2 separate regions of the Mus musculus genome follow, and region 2 is linked to region 1. Evidence: chromatin contacts called from public ChIA-PET data. All regions are on one chromosome and are shown on one strand. The core of a region is the stretch at or near the end of the contact, and the rest is flanking DNA. Distances in the headings are between cores, read along the strand shown.

The links. ChIA-PET counts read pairs in DNA pulled down with a chosen protein or histone mark.
Region 2: an RNA polymerase II ChIA-PET map of memory CD8 T cells shows a contact between it and region 1, with 8 read pairs. The contact joins two enhancer-like sites. A contact is called at or near these places in 2 of 115 datasets of contacts at active chromatin or transcription factors (effector CD8 T cells and memory CD8 T cells) and 1 of 9 other capture datasets (liver).

What each region holds. Positions count from the first base shown.
Region 1 is chr12:76,093,071-76,099,824 of GRCm38.p6, forward strand. Syne2 (spectrin repeat containing, nuclear envelope 2) reads left to right here. Exons shown (of 116, transcript NM_001005510.2): 101 at 1,211-1,398; 102 at 1,972-2,122; 103 at 2,422-2,604; 104 at 3,800-3,937; 105 at 4,814-5,008; 106 at 6,160-6,442. Among named protein-coding and RNA genes, the nearest start is that of Esr2, 81 kb to the right of the region's middle. Within about 2 kb of position 2,726, at least 37 of the 459 cell types and tissues checked have an H3K27ac peak or open chromatin away from gene starts, as enhancers often do. A contact at or near this core is called in memory CD8 T cells, where this site is marked.
Region 2 is chr12:76,358,980-76,365,733 of GRCm38.p6, forward strand. All of the region lies in intron 1 of Zbtb25 (zinc finger and BTB domain containing 25), which reads right to left. Among named protein-coding and RNA genes, the nearest start is that of Zbtb25, 7.2 kb to the right of the region's middle. Within about 2 kb of position 4,267, at least 11 of the 459 cell types and tissues checked have an H3K27ac peak or open chromatin away from gene starts, as enhancers often do. A contact at or near this core is called in memory CD8 T cells, where this site is marked.

The sequences.
Region 1 (6,754 bases), core at 1,476-3,975:
AGTGGCTACTGTTGACAAAATAATACTCTTGTGGCCTGATTTATAGCCTTAATGTACTCAACAGTGGTACGTGTGAAATGTAAACTTTCAGAAACAGACATATCAATGAAACAACTAAAATAGAATTGAACTTTGCTCCTTCGTGGTGTGATTTAGGTATCAGGACGCATGGGGCAGCCTCACGGCACTTATCACAGAATCTGGATGATAGGAAAGACTTCTCAACACTCTCTCTCTCTCTCTCTCTCTCTCTCTCCCCCCCTGCCCCAAGCCCACCCGCACCTACAGTAGTACATAGGGTGGGAAGGAGTCTCTTGATAATGAAAAAGCTGTTTCTTTTTAAAGAAAATTTCCAGACTGGGTATGTTGGCACATGCCTGTCATTCTAGCACTTAGCCAGGGTGGGGGTGATCCTTCTGAGAGAGAGAAGGATCAAAAGTTCAAGGCCATCTTCTTAGGCTCTATAGATGAGGAGGGGAGAGCAGAATCCAATGATCCATCTTTTTCCTACGGTCATGAACTATCTATCTCTTTATATGTATTTATTTATTTATTTATTTATTTATTTTTATCTAATCAAGGGATAGGACTCCAGAGGCCTTCCACACTCCCCAAGCCACAGTCTCAGCTGTACCCCATGGGTTAGAAGCCTCAACATTCTCCCCCAGGGTTCAGGAAGTCCTCATCAGATGGGCTCATAAGGAGGCTGTCCACTCCTGTGCCTGCAGCTGCCAGGGGTGTGCAGGCTCAGCATAAGAGTCTTTATAGATATGAGAGTCACGTGACCCACTAAAGGTCAAAGTCTGTCATTTTGAGTTCCTATTAAACAAGACTGTTTTCCAAAGAAGATCTCCCCCAAATCAAGTCGTTACTGGGAACCTCTGGAATTGGATGGTTTGGATTAAACCCTGGGTATACACAAAGCTGCCGGACAGTAGCATCAGCCAGCAGTGCCATCTGTCAGCGTATGGTGGGCACCCCCCTTTCCCAGTACACTAATTTAGTATGCTAGCATAATTGCACAGTTCCTGATAGATGTAGGTTGACCAGGTGTCCATAGCACAGGGCTACATGAAGATAACAGGCTCAGAGTACTTGAATCCCCAGATACCTGTGGATTAGGAGGGAGCAATGAGCAGGGATGCTTTGATACCAGCCCTCCCTCCACTACTCAGATCTCAAGCGCTTTTGTGCTATCTTGTAACCGTAGGATCTGCAGCGAGATATCGAACAACACAGTGCAGGGGTGGAGTCTGTGTTTAATATCTGTGACGTCCTTCTGCATGACTCTGATGCCTGTGCCAATGAAACGGAGTGTGACTCAATCCAGCAGACCACCAGGAGCCTGGACAGGCGCTGGAGGAACATTTGTGCCATGTCAATGGAGCGACGCATGAAGTAAGCAGACCGCTGGCCTCAAACCTGGCCAGCCTCTCACACATGCCGCAGCCACAGGAACTATGCTCTGTTCAGGTCACTGAGAAATCTACCAAGAAGCAGCTCAGTGGGTAGAGTATTTGCCTTGCAGAGATGAGGCTCTGCATTTAAATCCCAACACAGTGTCCCTGTCATCTCAGCCCTTAAGAGGTAGAGGCAAAAGGATGGAGAGTTCAGGGCCAGCCTAGGTTACAAAGGTCCCAATTTTTAAAGAAAGGAAAATCAAGAATTGGCAGAGAAGGCCTAGGAGGGGGAGCAAGGAAACAGCAGGCAGGCAGCTCCAACTCTTGCCCAAGCCCTGGATCCAGGATTTTCAAGGTGCCTAAGTCCTTCAGAAGAATTGGGTTTAGGCCAAGAGCAACAACATCCTTAGCTATTTCCTGGGAAGGGATGACGGGGTGTCTCCCTAAACAGTTTAAGTAAAAGACTGCAAAATGGGCCCTATTAAGGGACACTTAGAACTCCAAAATGGGGAAACTATGCTAGGAGTGGACGGGGCAGTTGTGCTAACTTCCTGCCCTCTACTCCTGTCAGAATCGAGGAGACCTGGCGGCTTTGGCAGAAATTTTTAGATGACTATTCTCGCTTCGAGGACTGGCTCAAGTCGGCCGAGAGGACAGCGGCCTGCCCTAATTCCTCCGAGGTGTTGTATACAAATGCCAAAGAGGAGCTGAAACGGTTTGAGGTGAGCCTTTCCCATCCCCGTCTCTCACCACAAGCCATGCCTGCTGTGGCTCAGAAGCTAAGTGACTTTGCATGGCCAGATGTTCCCAACACAGTCACTGCCACCAGGCGCTAGGACAGCTTTGCCAGAAACATCCATTGTACACCAGCACCTGTGCTTTGCCGGTCTCGCAGACGTGGGATGTGGGGTTCTTACTGCCTGGGCAGCAGCCATGTGAAGCAAGCCACTTGGGGTTGGCAAAGTGGGGGGTTGTTTCCAGCCCTTTGCCCGTGGGTGCTGACCTCCACTTCCTGCCACAGGCCTTTCAGCGGCAGATTCACGAACGACTGACACAGCTGGAGCTCATCAACAAGCAGTACCGGCGGCTGGCTCGAGAGAACCGCACCGACACAGCCAGCAAGCTGAAGCAGATGGTGCACGAGGGCAACCAGCGCTGGGACAATCTGCAGAAGCGGGTCACAGCCATCCTGCGGAGACTCAGGGTAACCTGCCTGCGGCCCCCCGGGGTGCTGTGGCAGATAGTCAGCGAGAGGCTGATATGTGATATGCTGTGGGTAGGCTGGCAGCACGGCAGCAGGTAGATTTCACGGAAAGCCTGTGTTCTCTTAACATTCTTCCCACACAAAGGAGCCCGTGGCTGCCAACGTTCATTTTTAAAGAGGGATTTGCATAGGTCTTCTCAGGCAAAGCCTGCTTGTGTGAGCTGTGTTACCAAAACACATCTTTCTTTACAACATCTGTAACTCAACAGTGTAGGTGTTAGCACTGGGACTGCCCACAGAGTCCGGGGAACTGCTTTCCTGGGCCAGGGCAAGCACACATGCATGTCTGCAAAGAGCCTTGGCTTGCCCATCTGTTTTTATCAGCCCCGCATCAGAAATATGGATAAAACACAGAAGTATGTACCTACTCTGTTGTGTGAGGTGTTAGGACAGTAACTGTCTGAGGTTTAGAGCACACTGATTAACCTCAAAGCAGTCTAGGAAGATGAGAACCTAGACTTTTTGTTTTTATTTTTTAGCCCTCCTCAAAGAAGTGGTAACTTGGGAGGCCTTTTTATCATTGGAGAGAGTGATTATGTTTGACACGTTCATAATTACTGGATAGTAAATGGGGCAGTCACACTTAAGCCCTGTGTGTCCCCTTTAAATGACCATGTGTCTGCGTTAAAAGAACGAGACTCACCATGTAACCCAGACTGGCCTAGAACTCATACTCCTCCTGCCTCAGTCTTCTAGCTGCTAGGATTACGAGCGTGTGCCAACATTCCCACCCAGATGGGCACCTTCCTGTCTTGAAGCTGCTCAACCCTCTTTCATGGGAAAAAGCCACTGCAGACCAATAAGAAAGGCCGGGCCCCTGGGCTGCTGCCCCCATCCTGTGGACAAGGAGAGCCACTACTTTAGACTAGAAAACCCAGAATTTCACATTCCTCAAAGGACCTAAGCAAATATATTGCATATTACCAAGTCTTTGAATTCTCTGAGGTGGAAGCCAAGGACCCTAGTATTTGGGGGGCAGGGCACCACACAGCCAAGACAAGACCCCAGGCTCCTAATGCAGTGCTGAGGCTTCCAGGATACCTCAGAGACAAGGTTCTGTCTGATAGCTCTGAGCACCCTCTCCTTGAGCCAAACATGACCGTGGAGTACAAGCATGGTCTTTCTTCCTTCACAGTACTTCACCAACCAGAGGGAAGAGTTTGAGGGCACCAGGGAGAGCATTCTGGTTTGGCTCACAGAAATGGACCTGCAGCTGACCAACGTAGAACACTTCTCAGAGAGTGACGCTGAGGACAAGATGCGCCAACTGAACGTGAGTGCTGCTGCTTCAGCATCTGTAAAAAGGTGCCTCTGTAGAAGAGAGCCGGCCAAGTGCCAGTTTTAGCTGGTACTCAAAGAATGTTCCAGAATTCTCCAGACAACAGGCTACACTTTACCTATGTACTTATATTGCTTATTCTGGGGACACTGGGCCTTTTAGTAAACTCATTCCGAGGACAAAGCTCATTTCAGGTTCCGGGCTGCACTTGCTCAGCTGCCGTTTCTCCGGTACCTGCAGGGCCGGCTCAGTGTCACTGTGGGGCCAGGAACAGACACACCTCTGCTCTCATGGCTATAGATGACTGTTTATAGTCAGTTTGGAAGTTCTGTTTTGTGATGAGATTATAGCCATGCACCATGTTTTCAGGCTCACACACAGTCTTCCCTCAGTCGTTCTCTCCTTAGTTAGAAAACACCCACAAATGAAAACCCACTGCCTCTCAATACAACAGGCACTCATTGTTGTCACTGTGTCCACCAAGGCCGACGCCCATCAGCCAGAAATATTCTGTTCCCACCAAGTGTCAAGAAGATGAATTCTCTCCCCACCATACTCAAAATGATGAATATCCATCTTGGTCAAATTTACAATTCTTTAATTGGAAAAAAAAAGTATAAAATTATTTCAAATTGATTGCCACTGTCACTTCCTTAAAAACAGATGCTGCTGTACCAAGTGCAAATCAGAAAGGGAAAAGGGACAAGACCATAATGACATCTAATGCCACCCCCGATCCCCCCATATGGTCCTATCATATGGAACAAACTTATATTGCTTATTCCGGGGACACTGGGCCTTTTAGTAAACAGCTCGTTTTGAGGACAAAGCTCACTAAACACAAAGCTCTCTATCTCACCTTCCAAACAGGGCTTCCAACAGGAGATCACACTGAACACCAACAAGATCGACCAGCTCATCGTGTTTGGGGAGCAGCTCATTCAGAAGAGTGAGCCCCTCGACGCCGTCCTGATCGAGGACGAGCTAGAGGAGCTGCACCGCTACTGTCAGGAGGTGTTCGGCAGAGTGTCTCGCTTCCACCGCCGCCTGACCTCCCACACCCCGGTAAGGACCCACCGACCAGGGCTCCCAGCTGCTCAGTGAGAACATCGAACTGGATGTTTGAAGGGTCAGGATGGTTACCTTGTACTGGACCCATGATTTACTTATGGCTAAAAAGAAGGGCTCCATTCAATTGTGGTCCAGGGAAGCAGTTCTCTTTCCCCTTGGAGTTCTCCCCATCCAATCATGGCAGATTTGCGCTAGATTGGTATTGAGTCTTGCTTGCCCCAGCTCAGCCATCTTTGCGTGAACCCAGTGGCTGTGTGTGGAGTTATGTGTTAAGGATTTCGTTTTGTTGGGGTTTTTTTTATCTTTTAGTTTATAGTTTCTACATATGAGTGCAGGTGCCTCTGTGCATGTGACAGAACTTTTCCTGAGCCACACATGTCTATTCACCTTACATAGGGAGCCCACAATACAGAGACCATCGAAGTCCAGCTTGGTGAATCAATGAGTTTTATAGGGGTTACCTATAGGAATATAGGTGAGGAGTTTCTTATAGGAGCAGAAATGGCGCAAAGACAGCTGCATCCCCAAAGCCAATCCCAGCATGGGTGACAGGTCACAAAAGCTGGGAACCCGGAGCACACTGCACATCCTGCAGGCAGCTCACCAGGTTGGAAAATGTCCTTTCCAGGTGACTCTGGTCTAAACCTCTTCCAGGCAGCTGATTTCTGCTCCTTCTAGACAGTTGCTCTGGCCTCAAGAACCGTCTTTACAGCTTGGCTTGTCTGAGTCTCCTTTGCAGAGTCTCAGCTTGCTTCCATCTGACGGGGACTCAGCTTGTATTGCTTACTCTGAAAGGAAGGGGCCTAGTGAAGAGGGTTCCAACTTGTTCACTACTGTGTAGTGTACATCATATGCTGTATATAGCTGGCCAATGACTATACAGGAATCCTGCCTCTAATAGGAGTGCTGAGATTTGAGCCACTCAGAATACTATGCCCTGTTTCCACTTGGGTTTTGAGGATTCAACTTCAAGTCCTCACCAATGTATAAGAAAGGCTACCCCTCAACCCCCAGCCATCTTACCACACTAGAAATGCCAGTGCTGGCTGTTTTCAGAATTGCCTGACAGGCAGACTTCCAAAGCTCTTTGCCACTGCAGTAGCTTTTCAACTAGCTCACCCTAAAGCCTGGGTCTTCCCATTTAGGGCTTAGATGATGAGAAGGAGGCGTCTGAGAATGAGACGGACATAGAAGACCCCAGGGAGATCCAGGCTGACTCTTGGCGTAAGAGGAGAGAGAGCGAGGAGCCCACATCTCCCCAGTCACTGTGTCACCTTGTGCCTCCGGCTCTGGGACATGAGCGGTCTGGCTGTGAGACCCCCGTCAGTGTGGACTCTATCCCTCTGGAGTGGGATCACACAGGTGACGTGGGGGGATCCTCTTCTCATGAAGACGACGAGGAGGGCCCATTCTACAGCGCACTGTCAGGTAAAGGTGGCTTCCCAGGGCCTGTGAACTTGACCCATTTGGCTGTATTTCTAGCACCATAGCGACACAGCAATTTCTCAGTGATTCAGAGTCCAGCATGTGGCTGGTGCAGGCCTGTGGCTTTCTGGCCTCTGCCCTGCTCACCTTTGGCCTCAACTGAGAATTAGCTTGCTCCTGTTATAGGTGGGACGACATCCACATGCTGACTTTAGGGCTGGTCGCTGATTATTCCAGCCAATGGGAGACTCATCGATTGATTTTTCTGCAGCATTTATCAAAGCATATCAGTACATTGAGTGTGGCCCTTCTTGC
Region 2 (6,754 bases), core at 3,017-5,516, 270 kb after region 1:
AGCGGGTAAGAGCACCGACTGCTCTTCCAAAGATGATGAGCTCAAATCCCAGCAACCATGTGGTGGTGGCTCACAACCACCCGTTATGAGATCTGACACCCTCTTCTGGTGCGTCTTAAGTCAGCTACAGTGTACTTATGAATAAATAAATCTTTGGGCCAGAGTGAGCAGAGGTCCTAAAATTCAATTTCCAACAACCACATGAAGGCTCACAACCATCTATACAGCTACAGTGTACTCACATACATAAATAAATCTCTTAAAAAAAACAATAAAAATAAAATATAAGCCTACCTACACACTATCAACACAGGAAATAATCATTATATCCATGGAAGAAATCCCTTGACACGGCTCTCACTTCACCTCCACCTACCTTACCTCCAAACATAACCGCCATCCTGAATTTCCTGTTTTTGACTTTCTCTTTTTTTTAAATGTATTTATTTTATGTATAGGAGTACACTGTCACTCTCTTCAGAGACACGAGAAGAGGACATCAGATACCATTACAGATGGTTGTAAGCCACCTTGTGGTTGCTGGGAATTGAACTCAGGACTTCTGGAAGAATGGTCAGTGCTCTTAACCACTGAGCCATCTCTCCAGTCCCATATTTGACTTTCTTTTTTTTTAAAGATTTATTTATTATTATATGTAAGTACACTGTAGCTGTCTTCAGACACACCAGAAGAGGGAGTCAGATTTCCTTACGGATGGTTGTGAGCCACCATGTGGTTGCTGGGATTTGAACTCCAGACCTTCGGAAGAGCAGTCAGGTACTCTTACCCACTGAGCCATCTCACCAGCCCCACTTTTGACTTTCTTATATATCATCACATTCTGCCTGTGTAGGACCATATCTTTGACCAAAGGATAGTATTGTTTACAAGTTTTATTCTTTATAAATAATTAACTTCAAGAATTCCATTAATTAGCCGGGCGTGGTGGCACACGCCTTTAATCCCAGCACTCGGGAGGCAGAGGCAGGTGGATTTCTGAGTTCGAGGCCAGCCTGGTCTACAGAGTGAGTTCCAGGACAGCCAGGGCTATACAGAGAAACCCTGTCTCATAAAACCAAAAAAAAAAAAAAAAAAAAAAAAGGTTGTTTTTATTCCCCAAAACAAAAACCAAACAAACAAAAAAGCCTCCTTGTTGTTGGATCAGGTTTCAGATCCCAACACTGATATAACCAATCAGGTATCTTGCAAAATGCCTTTACCTACAGCTTCTGGCCTCCCTGTACCCACTCACGTACATACACATATGCAAACAAAAATAAACTACAAGAATTTTTAACATTGTGTGTGCGTGTGTGTCTGGGTACAAGTATGCCATGGCACACATGGGGAGATAATATGACAGCTCGCAGATGTGTCATGGTTCTATAATCCTACCACGTGTAGGTCCAGGGGTTCAAAGTCAGGTTGTTGGGCTTAGCAGTAAATACCCTTACTGCCAAGTTGTCTCACTGGTCCTATCACCTTAAACATTTATCATTGTATGTGTGTGTGTGTACACCAGGGTGTGCATGCGAAGGTCAGAGCACAATGCTGTGTCAACTGGTTCTCTCTACTATAAAGGTTCCAGGGCTCAAGCTCAAGCCCTCAGCCTTGAATGGCAGGTGCCTTTCTTTATATGCTGAGCCATCTTGCTGACCCTTCCTCATGTCAAAAAAACAAAAAACTTGCCAGGAAGTGGCCTTTAATCCCAGCCCTTGGAAGGCAGATTTCTGAGTTCGAGGCCACCCTGGTCTACAGAGCGAGTTTCAGGACAGCCAGGGCAACACAGAGAAACCCTGTCTCGAAAAAACAAAAAACCAAACCAAAACAAAAAAAAAAAAAACAAAAAAAAAAACCCCCAAAAACTTTCAGCATCACTGAAATAACTGAATGGGAGCTATAGAAACTTGAGCCTATCCTCTGAAATAAAGCTGCAGGGCTGGAGAGATGGCTCGGCAGTGAAGAGCACTGACTGCTCTTTCAGAGGTCCTGAGTTCAGTTCCCAGCAACCACATGGTGGCTGCTGTAATGGGATCTGATGCCTCTTCTGGTGTGTCTGAAAAGAGCAACAGTGTATTCACATATATAAAATAAGTAAATTAATCTTTAAAACAAAACAAAACAAAGCTGTAAACTGAGGGTCTTATTCTAAGAGGTGATTTGACCAAAAGTTACTACCTTCATCACCACACTTGCTTCTAAAAATCACCAGACAAGGAGATTTTTAAAAAAACCTATATTTGAAGTTTCAGCACACAAAAACACTTTAGAATCAATAAAATGGCTCCAAGTAAAATACCCAAAATCAGCTGTTTTTTAAAAAATGCTTCAAAAAAAAAAAAACCCTCCAAATTCTTGGATCTTAGGTATTTTCACCAGGTTTTCAAATACAGCTTATATATATATTCACTGACATAACCAACTACTGAGCCAGGCAGAAATGAGAAACAGCACACCCAAAGCTGCAATACAAGATCTTGTGGTTAATGGGCTGAGCAGCAGTTAAACTTTTCATTTCCTCAGCAGATACTCATTGAAACGCACACACATCAAAAGCATGTGTCACACTAAGTTACAGACAAAAAAAAAACCATAAACGCTCAAGTCAAGAATACAGTCTTAGCAAGGAGATTAAAACACAAGACAATAACTACATTACAAATTAAAAGTGTCAAGTGCTACTAGAACGTTCAGTTGGAGATAAGCACGGAGCAAGCAATGAAAATAAGATATTCAAACTGGTTTTCAACAGGCTTAGACAGATAAAACGGAGTAATTTTACTGAGAGGGCTGTGAGTATTTTGTCATCAGAATTCAACTCAGTATAAAGGGGGGAAAAGAAAAGGAGTAAACAGAAGGAAAGGACAAGCTCAGCTGCTAAGGAGACTAAGTGTAAGAGTACACCAAGCTGTGCCTGAAGGTATCCCGCTGTCTGCAGTGAGCTATGTAAGATGCTCGTGTAGGAACAGCACTGGCAGTCACTCACTCAGTGGCAGGGAAAAGAGCAAGACTCTTTTAGGAAACCTAACCTCTTAGAGTTTCAGCGCAGCCACTAACTAGGTCTGTCTCAATTCCCTGAGCCTCAGTAGCACTTATGAAGTGTGGATAATGGCAATTTCTTCCTGAGGTGTCAGATGAAGCACTCTGGAGGCTGAGGCAGGAGGGCCTGGAATTTAAGGCCAGCCTGGACTACAGTGAGAATTGTTAATGAGGGTGTTGTGTGTGTGTGTTTGTGTGTAACAAGAGGGTATATATATTTGATAGGAGGACCTGTAGTAAGTGTCCAGTAAGTATTAGACAGTACATCTCTAGGTCGGTTAATCAAGGAGACAACTAGAAACCACGTAATGGCAGCAGGGAATGAAGGGAGAGCTAGACAGAGCCACCAGTCACAGAACCGACACGATGTGGCGGCAGACAGGACACAGTCAACCACAGGCTGCAAGCTAAAGGCGAGTGGGTTGCTAGAAGATGTCATTTATTTCTTCAGCGCACATTTTCACAGTAACTGCCATGTTCCTGCCGTTGATATTAAAGGTAAAACACTAGAGCCAGCCACAGGAACTGGCTTAGAGGAGGCGGCTTCTTACACGGTGAGTTCAAAGTGTCTACTCCAGGAAAAGGAAGTAGAAATGTCTAGTGATGAGTGGAGACAGCTCTAGAAAGATCAATGCCAAAGGAGACCTCTGAAATGACAAGACTGAAGTTTCTAAATATGTAGAGCTATACAGCGAAGCCAAATTAAACAAAACAAAACAAAAAACTCTAAAAGCTAAGTATGGGTTGGGCCTGGTGGCACATGCATGCTGTAATCAAAGCTACCCTGGCTTCCAGGCCCTGCATGTTAGAGATTCAAGGCTTGCCTGGGATAGAGCGCAAGCTTGAGCTAATTTGGGAAACTTAGACTTTGGGTCAAAAAATAAATAAATAAAAACTTTTAAAAAAGGGTCTAGATAATGGTAGAGGATTTGTCTAGCATTCATGAGCCCCCGGGTTCACTTTTCAGTACTTAAAAAAAAAAAGGTAAGTATGAAAACTTGAAAGCCAGAAAAGCTACAATAAAACAAAGCAGGCAAACCTGGGACCTGAGGAAAATGCAGAACCCTGAGAGGGGGAACGCAGGTGACCAGGAGAGCAGGTGACGTCCTACAAGTGCAGGGAAGTAGCTGAGGCCAACTTTCTGATTCAAGACGACCTTTCAGGGTAGAGGCAACAAAATAGGAGGTACGGTCAGGGTGGGGCCCCGAGGAAGCTGGAGACCTCAGGAAGAGCTCTGGGTGGAAGGTGAGACCTCTTAGAGGCAGAAGCCACTCCAGATTAACCAGGGAGTTAGCTGGAGGGACTGAGGGTGGGGAATCCGTTAACTCACGAACTACGAAGTCAGTTCATACAGAAAGGGAAAGGGGACCTAAAATACTAACAGGATTAAGCTATGTAAGGAACATTCGAACACAGTAACTCCTTCCTCTTTAGTTTCCATTTATCTATCCTCAGAATCTCTTGAGAGCCTGCCTTCTCTAAGTGGTTAAACCCACTCCATGAGATTCCAGGGGTTTTTTTTGGTTTTTCAAGACAGGGTTTCTCTGTGTAGCCCTGGCTGTCCTGGAACTCACTTTGTAGACCAGGCTGGCCTCCAACTCAGAAACCTGCCTGCCTCTGCCTCCCAAGTGCTGGGATTAAAGGCGTGTACCACCACTGCCTGGCGAGATTCCATATCTTTTATTTTCAGGTGTAAAACTATTTAACCTCTCGCTTCAAATCTCTCCAACATGATACCTCGCCTCCATCTTCAGGTACTTGTGGCAGAATTTCCCAGGAAGGAGCTGAACTCCAACCTGGCCACCATGCCCTCCTAGGCCTTGGTGTCATTCCTTTTACTGGAAGCCTTTTCCAGGCTGAGACTTCCTATTTGCTTACAGCCTTATTTTACATCTTTGGTCTACTAACTTTTGTGTCACTGTGGGGTCAAACTTCATTGATCTTCATTGACTAGGGTGATGGCCTCCTGGTCTTTGTTTTTTTTCTCCTATCTAGTCATTTATATACTAAAGCCTATGATGAGGGGCTGCTGAGATGGCTTGGTGGTTGAAGAGCTAACTGCTCTTGTAGAAGACCTGGGTTCAGCTCCCAGGACCCACACAGAAACTCACCACCTTTTCTAACTTCAGTTCCAGGGGGCTCAGATGCGCTCCTCTGGACTTCATGGATACCAGGCATGCACATGGTACACACATACATGCAAAGCACTCATACACATAAAATACGCTGTGAATAACGTAAGAGACTCTGCAGTAATATTCCTCCAACAGTGATGTTTTTGTTTTTATAATTAACTTGGCTGAACTTAACACTTCCAAGTTCTGCTCCTTGATTGTGGGGTTTGGCTCTAGGTGTGCTCTTTGGAGGCCGTGGTAAACATGTCCAACTCAGTGATGACAAGATTCAGAGTATTACACATCACCCCAACAAACCATTTGTTGAGCATCTCCCCCACTTTCCAGCTGCATGTTGTGTGCTCTGCCCTTTTTCTTCTAGCAACAGTTACCCCAGTTTTAGTCACCCACTGTGCCACCAAAACCATAAAAACAGAAACAACCACTGCTAACCCTTCTGCCAATCCAATTTTCAAAGACACACATGGTAACAAGACATACATGAGGGCAAAACACCCATATACATAAAATAATAAAATCTGGTTGGAAGACAGACATGGTAGTATATACTTGTAGTCTTAGCACTTGTGAAACTGAAGCAGGAGGATTGCTGAAAATTCAATGTAAGCCAAGGCTACACAGAGTGAGTTCAAGGCTGGTTGGCCTGAGCCTATCTAATAAAAACCAAACAAAAAAAATTAACAGAAAAGATTTTTGGTAGGAAAAAAAAAGATGTAAAGTAGGTTGCAGAAAAGAATTAAAAAAAAAATCACCCTTCATTATTTAGAAAAGCAAAGAGTTTAAAAACTTTAAAAACATTTTTATTATCAAATTAGTATTTTTAATATTTTATTCTGAGAATTTCATACATGTATACAAGGTATTTGTATCATCATAATATCCTTCCCATCTAAGCACCACACCCTCACCCCCAAGTAATATTTATAATAGGCTTAGTATTGATAGCTATGAGATTATAAAAGCGTTATTTACTTTCTAGATCGCAGTAAATTAGCTCTGGATTAGTTCAAACTAAGATGAAACAAGTTTATAATTTAGTTAGCATGATATTCAACATCTTGGACTGTTTAGAAACTCTTTTTGGTTGGCTTGCATTCTCAGATCAGCAGCAGAACAGCCTAGAATACTCAGCTCTTCATTCTCTCACACCGTAAGCATCTTTAACGGACTTTATAATCAATTATCAGTAAAAGATAGGAAAGCTGGCAGAGGAATGTCAAGCTTTTATGAACTACTTACTCATGGCTAGAAATACACAAGTTAAAAGGTCTCCAGTGCTACCTGATAAAAGGCTTCCCACAAGTGTAGCTGGTATTTGTAAAATGGTATTTTTTGATGATTGTGGATGTGTGACAGTTGATCTGGTTTTATTTGTGAGACGAGATCCCACAATAACCTAGTCTGACCTAGAATTTACTTTGTAGCCCAGGCTGAACTGAAGTCTATGTTCTCTTGCCTCAAGCTCCTGAATAGAGGGATCATAAGCGTATACCATAATTCCCAACAAGTATGGAAGAATGTTTACTATCGCATAAGTATCCCAAAGAATTGTGTTCATTATAGTAGATAAATAAATATCA